Regions from separate parts of the Mus musculus genome. Here regions 1 and 3 are each linked to region 2. The links are chromatin contacts, called in public capture Hi-C and targeted proximity ligation maps. All regions are on one chromosome and are shown on one strand. The core of a region is the stretch at or near the end of the contact, and the rest is flanking DNA. Distances in the headings are between cores, read along the strand shown.

Region 1 (3,713 bases), core at 1,043-3,542, 530 kb before region 2:
CCACATCCAACTAAAAAACAAAATCTATTTTCGCTTAAGGAAAAAAAAAAGTGAGGCTGTAACTAAGGTGCACTGGGTGGCGGGGCTTCTACTTATCCAGAGCTCCAGGAGCTAAACTCAAGGACATAAAGTTCAGGCACTAAGGAGAAGGCAGCCTTCTCAGGACCCAAGATGACTTTTCGGTGGAACCTTGCCTTTTCCTAGAGTCCCCTACTAAGTCGTTGGCTGGAAGGATGGAGGGCAAAGTGAAAACCCTTCAAGCCATCCACATCCTAAACTCTGGAACCTGTGAAGATGGCCTCTGGCAAAGGGAAACGGCGGCTATAAACCAGCTGATTGTGGGCAAGTACTGACTGTCTCCTGGATGCTGACGGGGCCCGGCGTAACCACAGCCTGGGAAATGGTAGATGGAGAACCAGAGAGCATGGTCCACACCACATGAAAGACAGGAGCAGCCTGGGCTCACTGCCAGGCTGCTGGAGGATCTACAGGAAGGGCCCGTGACCTCTGGAAAATCCTGGGACAAGCTCCCTTAGAGCTTCCAGGAAGGGATGAAGCCAGAGGCATGCAATTCTGGTGACTCACGTCAGATTCTTGTCTCAGAAATAAGCTGAGAAATCTGCATTGTTTACGTTGCCAGGTTGGTGGTGAGGTTTCAATAGGAGGGTCGTTCGCTTTGCTCTCTCTCCTTTTTGTTTTGTTTCCCAGGAACTAAATCTTTATTTGTAAAGTTTAGGGAGCAAGGCCTGGAGAGATGGCTCAGATATTAAGGTTCACAGTAACAATTTCTAAAATTTTTTTTAATGTGTTTGGGTGTTTTCCAGCCTGTGTGGCTGTGCACTACTCCATGCAAGGCCAGAAGAGGGCGTGGCATCCCTTGGAACTGGAGTTACAGAAGATTTTTGAGCCACCATGTGAGGGCTGGAAATAGAATTCTGGTCCTCTGGAACAGCAGTCAGGGATCTTAACTGCTGAGTCATCTCTCCAGCCCCGGGATTTAAATCCCTCCCCCACCCCCGCTTTCTTTTTAAATAAAAATGTAGAGTCTCACTGGGTAGCTCTGACAACCAGCTCTCAGGTAGGCCAGGCTGGTGTGGAACTGAATATGAAGTAGTGGCTAACCGGGAACAGGTTACAGGCATATGTCATTATGGAATATGAGGAAAAAAAAAATTAGCCGGGCAGTGGTGGCGCACGCCTTTAATCCCAGCACTTGGGAGGCAGAGGCAAGCAGATTTCTGAGTTTGAGGCCAGCCTGGTCTGCAGAGTGAGTTCCAGGACAGCCAGGGCTACAAAGAGAAACTCTGTCTCGAGAAGAAAAAAAAAAAACAACAACAACAACAACAACAACAACAAAAGAAAAGGAGAAAAATAAAGAAGAAAAAAATTATCCTTCTTAGGTCACTACTCTAGTGTTTCTATACACCCACATTTATAGATCCATATTCTCTCTCCTTTTCTCCTTTTTTTTTTTGGTTTTTGGTTTTTGAAGACAGGGTTTCTCTGTGTAGCTCTGGCTGTCTGGAACTCTCTGTAGACCAGGCTAGCCTCGAACTCAGAAATCAGCTTGCCTCTGCCTCCCAAGTGCTGGGATTAAAGGCATACGCCACCACTGCCCGGCTCTTTTTTATATTGATTGTTAGACTGACCTATTGACTGAGACAGGGTCTTGCTATGTGGCTGCCTTGTAAGTCAGGCTGATCCTAAACTTTCCTAAGATCCTCCGCCCTCACCCTCTGGAATGCTGGATTGTAAGTATGCCTTACCATGCCTATTTGACACCTAGGTTTCTTCCTGTCAAATCTCACTAATGTCTTGTGAGCTGCTGTGGAATTCAGTCGGCGCTGCTTGGCTCTTGGAGCTTAAGGGAGGTCGAGCTCTTCAGAAAAGTTGCCCCACCCTAACACATAGGTCCGCGGCACCTATCACCCCCGCCCCACCTTGGCAGGCTGGAACGTGCAGCTGCTGTGGATCAGAAGCAGAGCTGGGTGATGCGGAGGCACCAACACAAGTCCAGGTCTCTCTATGCCTACAAAACACGCGATAGGACCGAGTTTACTTATGAGCCACGGCAACTAGGCGGAAAGAACTAGAAGCCGACTTGGCGGGAAAACCCACGCACGGAGTGCCTTGTCGAATCACCGAGCTTCGGAAGGTTGGCTGCAGCCACACTCGGGAGGACACAGACAGGCTGGGTGCGCACGTGTGTGCTACCAGTGCGTGAGCGCAGTGGGCCGGGACGGAACTACAAGTTCCAGGGTGCCCAGCGGCGCGCCGCCCGCGGTCTCTAAGCAGGTCGCCACGGGCTGGCACGCGCCACTCTCGTCCCAGAGTAAATAAGGGACCGAGCGCGACTCTCCGGAGCACCGTAAATAGAGTCCGAGTGGGCGGGGAGCCGCCCGGCACCGCCTGCTCATGTCGCTGCAGAGCCAAGTGTCCGGCCGCCTGGCACAGCTGCGCGCGGCGGGGCAGCTGCTGGTCTCCCTGCGCCCCTGGCCCGGCCGCTCGGCGGGTGGCCCGCGGCCCCGTGGCAGTGCGTGCGGTCCCCTGGTGGCACTGGGCGAGCACGGCTACTGCGCGTGGCTCTCGGCGGGAGTTGGGGCGTGGGGGGCGGCGGGGCGTGGAGCCTGGGTGCGCACCTGGGCCCCCCTGGCCATGGCCGCGAAGGTGGACCTGAGCACCTCCACCGACTGGAAGGAGGCCAAATGTAAGTGTGAGCGCAGGGCGTGGGTCTCCCCGGCCGAAAGGCACTCCACGAGCAACTGAGACACTCGGGAACCCCTTTAGCCCACATCCATACCCAGCTCCTACACCAGGTTACCCCTTGACTAAACGAGTGGGGAAGGCGGCCTTACCTCAGCAATGGTCCCAGGTAGTCCACACCCCCCACACCCCCAGATCCTCTGGGATCTGCCACCTTCCTCCATGCATGCACAGGAGGGAAACTGAGGCTTAGGGCCAGAGTTCACTTCCCCAAGGTCAGGCTGGGAGTGTGCAAAGGCAAAGTGTAGAAGCTTGGCCTATCAGGTAGGGTCAGGTAGCCCCAAGAATGGCAGCTCGGGGGCCTCTCTGGGAGTATGGTAGGTGCCCGTTTTGCCCTCCTGCTGGCTTCTGGCCCCTTGCCAGCACTTTGCTCCTTCTTGAGGGACTGGGATCATAGAACTTGGAGAGCAGGCTGACATCGGGCGTGGGCTTGTGAGAATCACTGACTCCCTCAAGAATGAAAGTATTTCTCCTCCTGGACGGGCATGCCAGGAAGGGGCCACGGGTCCCGGACGACCTAGTCGCTAACTGGAATGCAAAGTGCAGAGCCCCAAATAGCCCTGAGTGGCAGTCCAGCTGCCCCTGCCTTTCAGCGCCAGTGCTTCCCTTATTATTCCGGGCCGATCCTCCTCCCAATGAGCGGCTAAGGCCATTGGCTGGGCTGCTAGTGGGCGTGACCATGGGGGCTGGGTCAAGCGGGGTTGAAGGTAACCTCAGATTGGTTCCTTTTTAGAAAAGAGAGCTCTCCCTTGTTGCAAGTCTGCCCAGGATCCTAAAGCACTTGACAGTCTTCTTTGGGAGCAATCAGAACTTGCCACTCCCTCAACCTTGGCCGGGAGTTGCGGGGCTCGTCCAGAATTCCAGCAGAGGGAGTTAGTGTTCTTCCTTAGAGTCCTGCTTACCCATGGAGAGCAGCAACCCAGGGAGAGGAGGAGAGTTGGGGCAGTACC
Region 2 (3,399 bases), core at 710-3,209:
ATGCAGTGGTGCTGTTCACATCCAGGGCAGTCTCCCCATGTTGATCCTCTCTGGACGGCCCTCACAGCAACACCCAGAGGTGTGCCTCATGAGTGCTTTAGGCATTTCTTCATCTGAAATCAATCATAATAACAGTTCACTAAGAAATGTTGCCTTTAAAAAGATCTTTTATGTGTGAAATGTTATCTATATATAGCACGATGCAACAATAAACAGTATTATAATTCCTGCTATGTGGCCATCTGTTAGTGGCCTCTGAGCTCCTTAATCACTAGAGGGAATTTAGTTAGGCATGTTTACAGGGATAGAAATTACAGGAACAAAGAGATTTTTGGCAAAAAAATAAGGCTCAAACATTTGGCAGGCAACAGTAAAAACAAAAACAAAAAACAAAAACCCTCACAGGCTATGTAAATAACAATAACTTTGCTCTGTGAAAGCATTCTTTTAGCAAACAGAAATCGGACCTGCAGTGTGATGTTGCTCTACTGTGATGCCCTTCCCTGCAGGCAGCTTTGAACAAGTGTTAATTTTCCCTGATAAGAGTAGAGACTTCTAAGCCGGGTGGTGGTGGCGCACGCCTTTAATCCCAGCACTTGGGAGGCAGAGGCAGGTGAATTTCTGAGTTCGAGGCCAGCCTGGTCTACAGAGTGAGTTCCAGGACCGCCAGGGCTACACAGAGAAACCCTGTCTCGAAAAACAAACAAAACAAAACAAAACAAAACAAAACAAAGAGTAGAGACTTCTAACCAGCAGGCAGAACTCAGTCTACCTAAATAAAACTTCAATTTAATTACATAGAACCTGTCACCAAGCTATCATAACATGTTCTTAAGTACATATAAAAAAGATGTATGTATGTATGTATGTATGTATGTATGTATGTATGTATGTATGTATGATCTGACTGTACCACTTTCTTAGTACCACCAGGACTAACTAGATACTATATTCATATCCTAACCATTCTCTTTGTGTACTAAGTGTGACCACAAACACTGGGGCTATTGTTGTGTGCCTCCACAAAGTATCTTTTGTCTGAACCAGCAGTATCAGCATTTGTTTGCACATTATGGCTTTCAGGAAAGAATGAGGCTCATGTTGTTCCTCCTCCATTATCTGCATTTTACCCCTCCTGATATAGAACTCAGCAAGGAAAACACTGGATAGAAAAGGTGTGTGTGTGTGTGTGTGTGTGTGTGTGTGTGTGTTCCTGTGTGTCTGAGTGTATGTAGAGGCAAAAAGTCAACTTCCAGTGTCATTCTGCAGGTACTGTCCCTATTTTTTTTTAAATGAACGAACAATCAAACAAACAAAAACATCTCTTGATGACTTGGAATTTGTCAACTAGGCTGAGCTGACTGACAGTCCCAGGAAACGGGTTTTTCTCATCTCCCTGCACTTGGGTTACAAATGCATGCCCCCATACTTGGCTTTTTAAGGGGTTCAGGAGATCGAACTCAGGTTTTTGTTTTACAAGTCAAGCACTTACTCACTGTTCCATCTCCCCAGGTAACTCCATAACACCATGGCTTGAGGCCAGCCAGCAGTCAGAGCTCTCTGGTTGGTAGTACCATTCACACTTGCATCCAAACTAGGTTAACAATGAGGGAAGGCAGGGGGTATAGAAGGTAGGCACTAGGTAAGGAGCCAATGAATAGGGTGAGGGCAAGGGGCTCATTAATGTTGTGAGATGACCCCAGTGGGCTGTTTTCAGTACCCACAGTCTGTTTCTACTTGGCATGGTCAGATTCCCTAGAAAACTCTTCCAGGCTTGAGTGGAGGGTGACATTCTGGGAACAGCAGAGGGGTCTTGGAGGCTCAATTTAGCATGCTCATAGTCACTCAGTGCCCCGTTGGCGGTTACGATACAATCTGGAATGCATGTCTAGACTTGCAGATCCCTAGAGCTTCTGTTTTACCCTGTCCAGAGATCAGTCACGCCTCTGCTGGGGCGAGGGAGGGGGTCCGTGAAACTGGAGGAAGTGCTCTCTCTCTCTTCCTTTTCACTCCCAGAGGAACCTGGGTGTGTCCATCTGACGGAGGAAGTGCTTTCTCTTCCTTTTCACTTCCAGAGGAACCTGGGTGTGTCCATCTGACCCTTTTAGGAGTTTCTTTCTTTAACACAGGCTACTTCTCAGCTTCTTTGTCCTCAGCCATAAGAGCTAGGCTCACAACAAAAAACGAAATGCCTCTAATTAAAAAGAAAGATCTCTGTGGTGCTGGGTAGTGAACTCAGTGTCTTCTCCATGGTAGGCTGTTGCTCGACCATAGCTGTCTCCCAGCCCAAACAAATGCTGTCTTTTATTTCAGTTAGGTTTTAGGAGGGAGTGGAATTTGACAAATGTTTAGCTTTTCCCTACACCCCCTCTTTTGCAATGCTTTTTGTCCTACTCGATAGCAGCTCAAGTCAGATAGTCTCACATCTGCATTACATAACTACCTTTACTAGTGGAATTTACTTAAGAATAGACAGATGGAGACCGGTAAGAATAGACAGATGGAGACTGGTGCCTAGACTTTAGGCAGAACCTGGGGAATCTTGTGGATGAGGGGGAAGAAGGATTGTGGGAGCCAATGGGGTCAAGGACACCAAAAGAAAACTCACAGAATTAACTAACCTGGGTCCATAGGGGATCACAGAGACTGAACCACAACCAGGGAGCCTGACTGTGACTGACCAAGGCCCTCTGCACATGTTACAGTTGTATAGCTTGGTCTTCATATGGGGCTCCTAACAGTGGGAGCAGGAGCTGCCTCATCTAGCCTCAATAGGAGAGGATGTGCCTAGTCTTAACTGCAACTTGATATGCTAGGCCTGGTTGATATGCAGAGAAGTGGGGAAGGGTGGGGAGAAGATCTAGGAGGAAGGGAGAGAGGGGAACGGGGGTTGGGAGGTAAAATAAATAAATAAATACATAAATAAATAAGAAAGAATAGAGAGGTTCAGTGGCTCACATTCTCCTGGAATCCCAATGCATGGTGGGTAAAGGCAGGACCAGGAGTTTAAGGCCATCTTTGGTGCTGGTTAGTTTTATATCAACTTGACACAAGTTAGAGTAGTTTTGGAATGAGAGAACCTCAACTAAGAAAATGTCCCCACCAGATTGGCCTGTGAGCAAGCCTATGGTGCATTTTCTTGCTTGATAATTGGTACGGGAAGGCCCGTTTCACTGTAGGCATTAACATTCCTGGGCTGGTGGCCCCAGGTGTTAAGAAAGCAGGAGGAGCAAGCCATGAGAAGCAAGCCTGCAAGCATAAGCAATGTTCCTCCATGGCCTCCACACAGGCTCCTGCCCTGCCTTCCCTCAGTGATGGAGCATTACCTGGAAGTGTAAGATAGAACAAACCCTTTCTTCTACAAGTTGCTTTTGGTCACGGTGTTTTATCACAGCAATA
Region 3 (3,710 bases), core at 192-2,691, 910 kb after region 2:
GAAAGCTGAATTGGGTATATGTTTTTGACCCACCTTTGTTTGCCATTTTCCCAGTTTGGACAAGCTAAGCTGCCTTGCTTCAAGCTTTTTAAACCTTATGGGACATAAAACATTAGAGACCATGTAATCTGACTTAGAAAGATTAGTCACAAGAAAGAGTTATAGTGATTCTTCTCCCTCCCTCATTGTGACCAGTTATTCTAACTCAATCTTGGACTGGTCTAGTAATAATTCCAGTATTAGAGAATCCTAGGGAAGATAGCTAAAATCTTAATTACCTAGCAAAGTTAATTTGGAGCACAGCCTCCACTCCCAGAGAAGCTGCAGCCTTTCTGCAATTCTCAAAGTCACCTCCCCCACACCAGGAGGTCTAAGTCTAAGCCTGATCGTTGCTAATTTGCAATTGAAGGGTGTACCTGTACTTTCCCAAAGAAGCTTTTGTACTGTTGCTTTTCACTGTCTTGACTTTGTTTTTCAAGTAGGTCAGTCAACACCCTTCAGCCTGACTGCAGCAAGTGTGCATCCTTGCCTCCAACAGCACAGGTGGCAGTTATTAATCTTCACCAAGAAGCATTCTAAGTACATATTGTGGCTTTGGTCTGAATTGGAAATAAGGTTTGCTATGAGGGCCGGACAGTCTAAGACGGGCACCCAGTTGGAATCATATCAATCTAGACAGAGGTACATGCCAAGAGGCTGTGGTTTATTAATAATACACCACAGAGCCATGTAAAAGATTGGAGGCAAAGGTTAATTTCTTAGAAGTAGTAGTCTTAACAATAGGGCAGGACATATCATATATTAAGGCTAGAAAGGCAGAAATTTCAGATATTAGCAATAGTCACTTGGACACTTGGAACATTGATGAATTGGCCAGAGATTTAAAAAATAACCTAAGTGCATTGAATCCTCTGGATTGGGTTCAATATATATTCCTACTTGCTATTATTATTGGCACTATTTTATTAGTAAATCGTTGTGTTTACACTCATCTTTAGAGCACTCCTGAGACCTGTAGCTACGATGAGGCGGGACTTTCTGGAACTTCGGCAGAAATATATTAAGAAAGGGGGAGTATGCTATGCACACTCCAGTGAAGTTTGTTTCACAGGCCGAGAGGCCTGGGAGCACTCACGAGGCAAAGAGTTTCACAGAAACTCACCTCCTGGAACTTTGCGTTCTCATAACCTGTATATTCTTACCCTATCCCTGTGTTAGTCTAGTGTATGGATCCATGTGCTCTCTTTTAGTATTATCTTATTATAAGTGCCTTTTAAAATTGAATTCTGACATAACTAAGCCTTCGCCAATGTTCCAACGTCCTAGAAAGACCTTGAAGCTGACAAACTTGGAATTCAGTAGGAATTCAGTAAGGAAGTTACCTATTCAGTAACTAATTAAGCATTACAAAGGACCAAGCAGGAATAGCTCAGGGCTAGTCTGCAGAGTGTTTACTTGAGGCTGTAACCAGTCTTACCCAAACACAATGGCCTAATGAATAGGTGGGTTTACCATGAAAAAAGTTAGGGAATCCCACTGAGACAGGTTTCTTCACTAGGCCCAAAGAAATCAGGCAGAACTATAGAGCATAAATGAATTTTATGCCTCCATCCAGCTTTTTTTTTTTAATATTAATAACAGGGAGGAAATTGTAACCTCCCCCAAACCTGAAGCAGGCTGAGTCAGACCTTGACCTTTTCTGCCACTAAGGAGATTACCTAAGATGGAGGCTTCCTAGATCATTCTATTGTTCAGCCACTGTCCTGTTCCTCTTCAAGATACTGCTACCTGGCTCTGAGGCGGCACCATTTTCGACTCCAGACAACCGGCCACCTTCCTGGTCAGAGCACAGGTGTCCACCCGAGAGGCTTCTGCCTCAGCTTCCACGGGAGCCACCTTGGTTCCAGGACTCCGCAGCGGGCAGCCTGCAGGTGGGAGTGTGGAACACAGAGGCCAGCAGCTCCTGGGACAGGCGAGAGCCACAGAGCATCTGAGGCAGCGCCATTTCCGGCTCCAAACAACCGACCACCTTCCTGGTGAGAGCACAGGGGTCCGCCCGGCCCGAGAGGCTTCTTTCTGCCTCACGTTCTGCGGGGGCCACCTTGGTTCCCGGACTCCGCAGCGGGTGGTCTGCAGGTGAGAGTGTGGAACACAGAGGCCAGCAGCTTCTGGAATGGGCGAGAACCACAGAGCCTCTGAAGCGGTGCCATTTTCGGCTCCAGGCAACCTGGCACCTTCCTGGTAAGAGCACAGGTGTCCACCGGGCCCGAGAGGCTTCTACCTCACGTCCCGCGGGGGCCACCTTGGTTCCCGGACTCTGCGGCGGGCAGTCTGCAGGCCAAAGAAACACAGCTTCTGGGAAAGATCCTGTTTTGGGCCTTCATCTTCGGCCAGGAGGAGGTCCAAACACCAGATAACTGTGCACCTCCCTGAAAGAGGAGACCTTGCCTGCAGAGACTGTTCTGACCACTGAAACTCAGGGAAGAGAGCTAGTCTCCCTGGTCTGCTGATGTAGGGTAACAAAATCACCACAGGAACAATCTCTAAACAGAGACAACTATAACAACTAACTCCAGAGATTACCAGAGGGCGAAAGGTAAACGTAAGAATCTTACTAACAGAAACCAGGACCACTCACCATCATCAGAATCCAGCACTCCCACTTCACCCAGTCCAGGGCACCCCAACACACCTGGAAAGCTAGACCTGGATTTAAAAGCATATCTCATGATGATGGTAGAGGACATCAAGAAGGACTTAAATAACTCACTTAAAGAAATACAGGAGAACACTGCTAAACAAGTAGAAGACATTAAAGATGAAACACAAAAATCCCTTAAAGAATTGCAGGAGAACATAACCAAACAGGTAGAAGACATTAAAGAGGAAACACAAAAGTCCCTTAAAGAATTGCAGGCAAACACAAACAAACAGGTGATGGAATTGAATAAAACCATCCAAGACCTAAAAAGGGAAGTAGGCACAATAAAGAAAACCCAAAGTGAGGCAACACTGGAGATAGAAACACTAGGAAAGAAATCTGGAACCATAGATGCGAGCATCAGCAACAAAATACAAGAGATGGAAGAGAGAATCTCAGGTGCAGAAGATTCCATAGAGAACATCGGCACAACAATCAAAGAAAATGGAAAATGCAAAAAGATCCTAACTCAAAACATCCAGGAAATCCAGGACACAATGAGAATACCAAACCTACGGATAATAGGAGTAGATGAGAATGAAGATTTTCAACCCAAAGGACCAGCAAACATCTTCAACAAGATTATTGAAGAAAACTTCCCGAATCTAAAGAAAGAGATGCCCATGAACATACAAGAAGCCTACAGAACTCCAAATAGACTGGACCAGAAAAGAAATTCCTCCCAACACATAATAATCAAAACAACAAATGCACTAAATAAAGATAGAATACAAAAACCGGAAGGGAAAAAGGTCAAGTAACATATAAAGGCAAGCCTATCAGAATCACACCAGATTTTTCACCAGAGACTATGAAAGCCAGAAGAGCCTGGACAGATGTTATACAGACACTAAGAGAACACAAACTCCAGCTCAGGCTACTATACCCAGCCAAACTCTCAATTACCATAGATAGAGAAACCAAAGTATTCCACGACAAGACCAAATTCACCCATTATCTCTTCACGAATCCAGCCCTTCAAAGGATAATAACAGAAAAAAACCAATAC

What was found. Capture Hi-C pulls out chosen DNA fragments and counts their contacts.
Region 1: a contact with region 2 is called in a targeted proximity ligation map of embryonic stem cells, with 5 read pairs. A contact is called at or near these places in 3 of 39 promoter capture datasets (the 3T3-L1 cell line and pre-B cells), 4 of 484 Hi-C or Micro-C datasets (B cells, embryonic stem cells, pro-B cells and 1 more) and 3 of 130 datasets of targeted methods (the NIH/3T3 cell line, T-cell acute lymphoblastic leukemia and embryonic stem cells).
Region 3: a capture Hi-C map of embryonic stem cells shows a contact between it and region 2, with 6 times the contacts expected there. A contact is called at or near these places in 2 of 130 datasets of targeted methods (both in embryonic stem cells) and 1 of 9 other capture datasets (embryonic stem cells).

What each region holds. Positions count from the first base shown.
Region 1 is chr19:7,054,476-7,058,188 of GRCm38.p6, forward strand. Macrod1 (mono-ADP ribosylhydrolase 1) reads left to right here and starts at 2,293. Exons shown (of 11, transcript NM_134147.4): 1 at 2,293-2,707. The coding sequence starts at 2,416.
Region 2 is chr19:7,581,357-7,584,755 of GRCm38.p6, forward strand. All of the region lies in intron 4 of Plaat3 (phospholipase A and acyltransferase 3), which reads left to right. Among named protein-coding and RNA genes, the nearest start is that of Lgals12, 24 kb to the right of the region's middle.
Region 3 is chr19:8,496,305-8,500,014 of GRCm38.p6, forward strand. No RefSeq gene overlaps it. Among named protein-coding and RNA genes, the nearest start is that of Slc22a30, 93 kb to the left of the region's middle.